Regions from separate parts of the Gossypium hirsutum genome. Here region 1 is linked to region 2. The links are chromatin contacts, called in public Hi-C maps. All regions are on one chromosome and are shown on one strand. The core of a region is the stretch at or near the end of the contact, and the rest is flanking DNA. Distances in the headings are between cores, read along the strand shown. Region 1 holds the start of LOC107897225. Region 2 has its middle 4.2 kb from the start of LOC107897221.

Region 1 (5,183 bases), core at 992-3,491, 64 kb after region 2:
TTTTAGGATCTAAGATGTTTCCATGCTATTTAGGAGATTTACATGCAATCTAGGTGGAGTTTTATTAGTTGTAGAATTCCTCTTTTGAATTTGATCCAAGAGGGAGGTCCACAGATATGTTTTTCTGACTAACTCCCCTTTTAGCTATAGTCTTGCATGGTTGAACTAGATATATATAAGGGGTACATAAATAATGAAGTCATACTTGAGAAAGGTCCGCTTGAATAAATGATGTAGACATATAATGAGAGTCTAAGAAGGGTATGCCTAGATAAATGAGGTATATATATATAATGAAATCTCTCTTGAGATGTTCGCCTAAATAGATAAAATAAGTAAATGATGATCTTCGTAAGAATAGATATATGTAGTGAACTCTTCAATGAAGGGGTTCATTTGAATGATTAAATTTTGAAAGAATAGATATATAATGAACTCTCTACGAAGGGATTTACCCGAATGAGTAAATTCCATAAAAGTAGATATGTAATGAGCTTTGTATTTTCCCTTGAAATCTTAAAGGCTATGCCTAGTGGAGCTAGCAGTTGCTTTTTAGCAAGCCGAAGCCTTAAAAGGCCATGGGTGCATGATAGGGTGCTAGAGCCTTTAGAGGGTTTGATGAACAAGCACTGGAGCCTTAAGAGGCTTCACCAAAAAACGACAAAGGGCCTTTGGAAAGCCTACGCCCAATAAGGCACTAAAGCCTTAAGAGGCTTCATTGAAAATGATATTGGAACCTGTCAGAAGCTTGTTGTTGATGAAGAGTTGCTCCTTTAAGAATCAATTAACCCCTAGTAAAATTATTAAAATATCTTTTAAGTTCTTCATGTCAACTTTTTTTCTTGTCATACGGTAAGTCAATCGTTACATCATTATTTTTTCTATGTTAACTGCCATATCATCACTTAGCAACCTAAAGCTTCATCAGAAAATTATATTTTAAGAGATCAATTAATTGCTAACTTTTGACCAATAACTCAATTGATTGTAGCTTTCAATCATAGGCTTGATTATTTTTTAATTATATTAGAAGGCCTTTTTTACTATTTAAGCTTTATTATTTAACGCTGGAGATAAAGGGTGCTTGGGATTGAATTTGGGCTCAATTTTCTTGTTATTGGGTTTTTAAAATTTGTTGTCCACTTTCAAAACCCAATGAGAAAAAAAGAGTTAAATTTGATAATTGATATATATTTATAAATTTATTTAATTTTATAATTTTATTAAAAAATAGGCTTATTTGTCATAAAGTTCTTAAAAATGTAAAAAAAAATCAATTAAACTCTTGTATCAAATTTGTACCTAATTAAACCCCCTGTTGTTGATTAAAATAATCAATTAAGTCCTATTGTTAATGATTTTCACCATGATCATGTTGACTGTTAAAATAAATTGACGGACAAATCACATGGTGACACATGATAGCTTTTGGTTTAATCTAATATTTTTCTCATAAAAATTATAAAAAAAACAAAAAGTTATAAAAATTCAGGAAACATTATTAAAAATATTAAAATTGATATAAACTTATTAAAACTATAAACATATAAAAACTTATAAATATTATAAAAATATAAAATTAATAAAATTTATTTAAAATAAAAAATTTATTAGAATTCTTTAAAAATAATAAAAATTGTAAAAAATTATAAAAATATATTAAAAACTTGAACTAGATCGGTTAGCCCAAAATCGACAAGGGTACCGGTTTGGGGAAAGCCATTAGACCGGTTGACTTGGGAATTGAGAAGTTGAACCGGTCTAACGGTTGATATCCTTGTCAATTTCTGTCTGATCAGTCCAACCGACTGATCCGATCTGATCCAATTCAAGTTTTTATGTTTTTTTAGTAATTTTTATAAGTTTATATCAATTTTAATATATACATTTATAATTTTTAATATTTTTATAGAATTTTAATATGTTTTTATAAAATTTTAAATACATTTTATTATTTAATATTTATAAGTTTATATAAATTTATATATATTAAATTTTTTTATAATTTTTTGATTACTTTTTATATATTTTAATAATTTTTGTGATTTTTAATAATTTTTATGATAAAAATATTAGGTTAAACAAAAAAAAAAGTAGCTAGTGATACCATCTTACTGATCTAGAAATTTATTTTAACATAATCAATGAGAAAAATTAATTAATGATAGATGGTTGAAATTTGATAGAGAAAATTAATTAATTTTTTTGGTGAGATATAAGCATTTAAAATATATATCATTTATGATTCAACATAGGGTATGAAGTATGAATATGGAAGGCAAAAAAAGAAAAAAAGACAAACAAACAGAAATAGAAGTTGACCTCTTACGCTACAACTACTTTCCAAGTCTTTCATTTTAAGCATTCTCTTAGATCCAAAGTTTCACCAACTGAATTTCCCAGAAATCTTTGCAACAGCTTTAACTGTTACTACCAAAATTTCAGGTTTGTTTTTTTTCTTTTCTTTTTATTCTACTAAATTTTGTTCATTGAATTTGCAAAACCACCCACCAAGCTATAAGCTTGAATCCGATGCTCTTGCTGTAGATCAACGCTTATGTAGTGACTACAACTTCAGTTTTGATGCGGACGTAGCAAAACTGCTGTATTTGTAAACTTCGCAAAACTGCTGTATTTGTAAACTTCGTTTTGTTCTTTGAGAAATTGGGTTTTGATTTTTAATGGTTTCTAGGAAGTGGGTAGCTGAGAAAAGAGATTGATTATTGAAAATTTTTGGAACCATGAGGAGTGTATATGTGACTGTTGTTGTTGTTTGTATAATGTGCGAGATGTTTATCTTAGGGTTGACAAATTATGTTCCAGAAGTGGAGTTTGAGTTTAAAAAAGAATCTTCTATGGAAGTGGAACACAATTATGAAAGAATCGGTGAGGTAAAGAAACATTGTAAACCAATTCTATCATCAGCTTCTGAATTCAAAGCTGAAGATAATAGGATAGCTGATATAAAAGAGGAGCTCAATTTCGGGTATGGGGATTGGTGGCAGGATGTTGGTGATGCTCCTATTATGCCATTTGATGATAGAGATATCCCTAAGAATTTGTCACAGCCTCCCTCTAATATATCTTCTTTCTGGATCACAAATGTCGATCACAAACATCGGACTAAGAAGTATGTAAGTGTCAGTGGCATTTTGATGTTGGGCATAACATTGGATACTTCATTTGCGGAGAGGCCATACAAGGGTAGTCCTCGATTTCAGATATGGCCTGCTCATACTCAGCTTGCAATTTCATTCGAAGGGATTTATATGGAAAACAAACGGAATGGTGGAGAAAGAGTGATTTGTTTGTTAGGGGATGCAATGTTGCCATCTCGGGAGTCTGACTCAAGCAATCCATGGGAATGGGTGAAGGACTCTGATCAAAACAACAACCAGGTACCCCTTTTGCAAGATGATCAAATATTGCTTGTTCTTCGCTACCCCTTGACACATACTTTGACAAATAAGGTGATACGAGGGGAGTTGAAAAGTTTAAATCCAAAGTCAAATGCTAAGTACTTTGATGAGGTTCACATTTTGGGACAGATGCTCAAGTCGACAAAATATGAATTTGGGTCTGAGAAGATTGTATCCAAGGCATGTGATCCTTATCCATATCGAGATAACTTGATGAGTTCTGGCATCAATGTTTACAAAGGAGGTAGTTTCTGTGCAATTCTTGAGAAAGTTACTAATAGTGGACCTTTCACTGTTGTGCCAAACTGGAAATGCGATGGCGCAGATGACTACTGTAGTAAGCTGGGTCCTTTTGTATCAGATCAAGAGATTAAAGCCACAAATGGGAGCTTCAAGGATGTCATGCTTTACATGCAGGATGTCAGGTGCAAGCCAACTAGTGGGCATCAAAATGATAGTGTGGCAAGAGTTGCTGCAGTTTTTCGGGCCACTCCTGCATTGGAGGATCGGTATAGAGTGCAATGGAGGTCTGGGCTTAGCAACATGACTCTAGCTGCTGAAGGAATCTGGAATTCTTCCAGCGGGCAGCTTTGCATGGTTGGTTGTCTAGGCATAGTAGATGCAGAAGGGAGTAGCTGTAACTCTCGTATATGTTTGTATGTTCCTCTGTCGTTCTCCTTAAAGCAACGAAGCATTATTTTTGGGAGTATTTCGAGTATTGATAGAAGTAATAAGCTATACTACCCTTTATCATTTGAAAGGTTACTGAGGCCCTCAGAGCTGTGGAATTATTTCAGAGTGTCACATCCTTATTATAGTTACTCAAAAATCCAATCAGCTGGTGCAATCCTAGAAAAAAATGAGCCCTTCAGTTTTGGAGCTCTAGTCAAGAAATCCTTGCTGCAATTTCCTAAACTAGACGACACTGATGACTTTTTATCCAGTCTTTCTTTTCTTGCAGAAGATCTGACCCTTCAAATTTCTGCAGCTCCTGATCCTTTTTCAAATTCTCATCCTCTGAGAGTTGATATTCAGATGGATATTTTCTCAATTGGTCCTTTGTTCGGGCGCTATTGGTATTCAAGAAATGAAACAACTGCAGGAGAGACACCTTACCGCAGTAAAGCTGAGTACACAGAAAAGCAGCTCCTTTTGAATGTATCAGCTCAACTAACCATTATTGGAAAAGATTATAGCAATTTTTCTGTTCTTTTTCTGGAGGGTCTTTATGATCCGCATTTTGGAAGGATGTATCTTGTTGGCTGCAGGGATGTTCGAGCTTCATGGAAGATCTTATCTCAGACCATTGATCTAGAATCAGGGTTGGATTGCTTGATCGAAGTCATAGTGTCTTACCCACCAACTACTGCACGGTGGTTGTTCAACCCAACTGCAAGAATCTCCATATCTAGTCAGAGACCTGAAGATGACCCACTATATTTTGGAATGATTAAGCTTCAGACTCTTCCAATTATGTACAGGAAGCAGAGGGAAGATATTCTCTCTAGGCGGGGTATTGAGGGAATCCTCTGTGTTTTGACTCTTTCATTTGCAGTTGCTTGCATTTCTAGTCAGCTGTTTTACCTCAATCAGGATGTTGATTCCTCTCCTTTTATTTCCTTTGTTATGCTGGGTGTCCAAGCCCTTGGGCATTGTCTTCCTCTTATTACTGGTGCCAAAGCTCTCTTCAAAAGAGAGGCTTCTGATTCTTATGAAATGCAATCTTATGACCTTGAGAAGAGTCAGTGGTTGAATTTGATTGAT
Region 2 (4,795 bases), core at 1,818-4,317:
GCATTGTCCATCCAAACTAAACCTAAGTCTTAGAACCACAATATCTACAAATAAATATATATAATCTATTTTATAGTTAAAAGATGGATAGTTTTAATTTATTAAATATAAAATAAATTATTATATAATATTTAATGTTAATTAACCAGACTTTTATTTTAAGTTCTTCTATTAAAATGGTGATTAAAGTTATTGTTAAATATTCATTTAATACAGATTTAAATCGTATCACCCATCTCTAATATAATAAATTTATTTTTTTTTTTTAAAAAGAAAAGAAAAAAGAAAAAGAGAATAGTGTTTCAATTTCAACATTGGGACGAGAAATAGCTTTAAAATAAGGGTGGAAATGATGAAAAGGTGTAATAAATTTGGAATTTTGCAACGTAGAACACCCCATTAAGGAAAAAAGGTATGAAATTTGAAATTTGGATTCAAGTTCAAATTCATCTTTTCAAGGCGCTCAATTGCAATGCCAGCATGGAATTTTCACTTCTCTATTATTTGTGGATTTCTTTTTTGAAGAAAAAAGAAAAAAAAAAGCCTTTATGTCAAATCTTTTGCAAGAAAACGAATATTTTCCCAAATGAAAATGGAAAGTAGGGGTGAGTTTAATTTGGTTGGATTAGAATTCTTTAAAATTTTCGTATATTTTATAATAATTTAGTTTCTTCGGCTTTTTATGCTAATTTTAAATGTTTTTATAAAAATAAATTCCATTTTATGATTTTCGGATATTATTTAAAGTTTTTTTATATTAATTTTTTAAGTAAATAAAAACAATCAATAAGTGTTATAACATTTTTTATTGGATTTTTTTATATAAATATTTTTTTAGAAATTAAAAAAAATTATCTCTTTAATATATAACCATTGTATAAAATTATTTTAAATATTAGTATTACAATTTTTAACAGGAAATAATATATTATGATTTTTTTCTCTCTTAAATCTGGTTAAAGCTATACAGGTAGGAAACCTACAAGTGTGAGGTGTCATAAATTTGGTCATTAATCCAAAACTGCTGTCCAATAAGTAGTTGAGACCAGATAGGCCTACTTTATGCATGTGGAAGAAAAAGTGTAATACAACATTATTCCCTCTAATCATTACCCTACCAAATGTTTAACTCTTTCATTTCCCATTTTTTTAATAAATAAAGTAAATAGAGAGTCAAATCATAAAATGGGCAGATATCATTTTTGACAAATAATTGCATAAACTAAAATTAAAAAAATTGGGAGGTTTTTTTCTTTTATTTTCTTTTCTTATAATTTGATAAGTATTAAAATGTTAGCAACTTGACTCTTTCATTGGAATTATGGACTGTCCTTCCACCAACCTTGATAATATGGACAAGCATCGCACAGAGAACATATCTACTGCACTCTTTGGAAACTAAATAATTATGAATTAAGTACCAAAACAATGTCTAACTTTCTACAGCATGGACTATCATTCTTGCAATGAATGAATCATATTCCTAGTTGCCATGGTCGTATGACCCACAAACACAGGCTTTTATATTCTAATTTGACACGAGAATCTCTTATTTTGGTGATTGATAAAAATTCTCCCATTCATATATACCTAACCTTAAATCATTACTTCATTAAAAACTATTTTGTTAAATGTCATTAAATTCTTTTATATTTACATAAGATAGCCGTTATATTTAAAATTTTAGATGGACTAAAAGAAATTATATAAATATTAATACCCACCATCAATCAATGTTTTATTTAGTTAAGTTATAGGTCCCTTTTATTTTATAAAATGACAAAACGGTGCATTTGAAAAATGAAAAAGTACTAAAAATTATGAAAAACTCAATAAAAAATCATAGCATAAAAAAGAGGGGGTTGAAAAATGAAAATCTTTGAAAAAAAAAATGAAATATCTCTTATTGAGAATAAGAAGAAATTATCAATATATGTTAGAGTTGTGTGATCCGAATTCTTGCTAAAGAAATAATATAATGGTAAAGTTAGGGGATCTGTGGTGGGCTTAAGGCCGATGGCCGAAGTATATAGATGTAGAACTACGCTATATGTTGCATAAGTAGAATTTGTATAGTACTACGCTTCTTTTATTTGACTTTGATTAAAATAAGGTTTTTCAGTCTTTAAATAGATGTAGTTGGAACTCTTCTTATATCATTCGATTTTTCAACACTAGTCAGTTTTCTTCTCCCCTGCCCGTAATTTTTTCCTAAAAGAATTTCTATATAATTTCTTTGTGTTTTATTTTTCTTTCTTATTACTTTACTATCGTTTTATATTATCATTATTAATGTTTAATTTTACTTTATGTATCAATATTGAAATCTATTTTCTAATTTCAATGGGACATATGTGCTTCTTGACAAAGGAATAAAGCTTGACTATGAACAGTGGTTAAGATTTTGTTTTATTATATTGTCCTTTATGAAGATCTTCTTTTGTTGCGTGGTTTTCACCCATTTTTATAGTCCCATTAGAAAGAAAATTCCAACACATTTTGCACCATCAAAAGCAAAACCTTGCACTCTAGGGTTTCCATTCCCCCTCCTAATGGGGTTGATTTGAAGTGATGCAAAGTTTGTGAAAAAGCATAAATAATGGAAACGTTTTGTCCTTGGGAATGGGGTTGTTGAGAGGTATGTGTTGCTTGGTGGCGTGGATTTAGAATGTAAATGTAATGTTAGTATTTCAATGTGTAAATTTGAGAAGAAACCTTAGAAAATAATGTATCATCATTCATAAAAAGGTTAATAATTGTATAATGTTGAAGTTCTAATACATGTATTTCTCTACCCTCATCTTTCACATATTATTATTCATCGTACCATATTATATTTATATAAATTTTGATATATTCATATCATATTTGTATTATTGTGTCGTATTTGTGCTATATTTAAATTTCTTCTCCTTTATATTGTATTTGTATATTATGTGACCGTTTCTTATCTGTTATCACCAAATCTACTATGCATTCAAAAAAATGTGGTTGTAGGCGTCTAGCAAAGTGAGGCTTTTTGTTGTACACTAGGGGAAAGAGTAGTCTAATGGGCTGGGTTTGGTACAAAGTAGTTGAACGTACTAATTTGATGCTTCTTGTTGAGGTTGAAGTTATTATTACCCAACATTGTTTAAATCACTCATAAGTTCAAATATCTAAAAGTGATGATGTTATATTCGAATTCAATCAGCATAAATAAGTATAATAGTAGAAATTGGGCTAAATTTCTCATCAAGGGTTGGGCTTCAATGTATATATATATATTCAAGAAAGGTGGTCCATTTGGGTTAGAAATTAGAATAATGTGACCAATAAGTTTCTAAATTCTGAATGTTCAAAAAATGATTGTGGCTAATATATGGATACTTTTCCTCTGCTTTGACTTTGAACTATGAACCCAACCTAAGATATTCAGCCTGCTTGCTAAAAAGAACAATAGGAACCACTACCATGCTAAAATAAAAAGGACAAAGAGATACCAACTTATTATTTGAAGCCACAAAGTTTGATGAAGAGGAAAAAGAACAGTAAGTTTGTAATGATGTTTTTTTTTTCTTCGAGGGGGGGACGGTTGACAATTTATTTTCCTCAAATTTGGTTTGGGCCCGAAATTAAGCCCAAATTATTATCTATAAACCGTTATTTTATTTTAAAAATTATACTTTTATTAATACATTTTTATAATTAATTTAAATAAAAGCTACTTTTTTAATGTCAAATAGTAACTTGAGCCTTTAATTACAAATATCCTTACCAGTAGGCTTGGCATAATAAACTTCATTTGTCGGGCCACTTATTAAAACTCAAAGATTTATTCGGAAAGTGTGAGGGTTTAAGTAAAAATATAAGTTTAAAAAATGGGTTTGGACAAAAAAGGACTCATTTTTCAAACAGACCGAACTTCAGGTAAGATTTTTTGGCCCTGACCCTACTTGGCTCGAATTTGCCTAATTTTTTTTACTGTTTTTTACTATCATTTTGATGTTGTTTTGTTATCATTTGCTATTATATTGTTACTATTTTGTTATTATCGTTTAGATACTGTATAACTCTTATTTTATTATTGATTTTGTTACTATTTTAAAGACATTTGTTTGTTAAGTTACAACTATATTAATGTTATTTAAGTATAAAACTTTTTTAAATGTATTTTCAGTTTATTGGTTAATATTTTTAGTGTATTTGATGTATTATATTTTTTAAACTTGTTTATAAAAAAAATTAATACAAGCGGGCCAAGCTCAGGTTTAGCATTTTTTATCTGGGTCGAGTTTGGACAAAATTTTAAAACTAGTTTTCGAGGTAAAATAACCAATCCTTAACTCCTAATAATTTTAAGTTACCTTAAAAAATTAATATGCGTTTTTTAAATATTTTATTATACTCATACAAGGTATTTATCAATTTTTTGATATTACTTGTGAAGTTTAAAATTTTTATTTAAAGTGTATTGAACATTTTCCATAAATTTTACTGTTTTGAGTTCTTTTATCCTTCCCTTTAAAATGTTTGTGGATATTAAGTGAAGTATATTTTTAATAATAGTAGAGGATAAAAATTGTAAATTTAAAATTGATATGAATAAAAAAATAAAATATTAAGATATTTACTACACCATCTTTGATTTTGTCAACCTAAATGAAATGGATTAGGACGAAAGAGAAATGTTTCTTTGTGCTACATGTTATATTGGAGACCATACCTAAAAGAACCCTTGGTGAAAATATCAATTAAAAGACTTGTGTCTGAAACAAGCCATCTTCCAAGGTGCAGAGAAAATGAGAATAAATAT

Evidence for each region. A called contact is a pair of places that touch in the nucleus more often than the background predicts.
Region 1: a contact with region 2 is called in a Hi-C map of leaf, with 2.9 times the contacts expected there. The contact joins the promoter of LOC107897225 here to the enhancer-like site in region 2. A contact is called at or near these places in 8 of 34 Hi-C or Micro-C datasets (leaf and seedling).

The regions. Positions count from the first base shown.
Region 1 is chrA10:12,503,562-12,508,744 of Gossypium_hirsutum_v2.1, forward strand. LOC107897225 reads left to right here and starts at 2,242. Exons shown (of 2, transcript XM_016822599.2): 1 at 2,242-2,445; 2 at 2,548-5,183. The coding sequence starts at 2,742.
Region 2 is chrA10:12,439,009-12,443,803 of Gossypium_hirsutum_v2.1, forward strand. No RefSeq gene overlaps it. Among protein-coding and RNA genes, the nearest start is that of LOC107897221, 4.2 kb to the left of the region's middle. Within about 2 kb of position 3,068, at least 3 of the 9 cell types and tissues checked have an H3K27ac peak or open chromatin away from gene starts, as enhancers often do. A contact at or near this core is called in leaf, where this site is marked.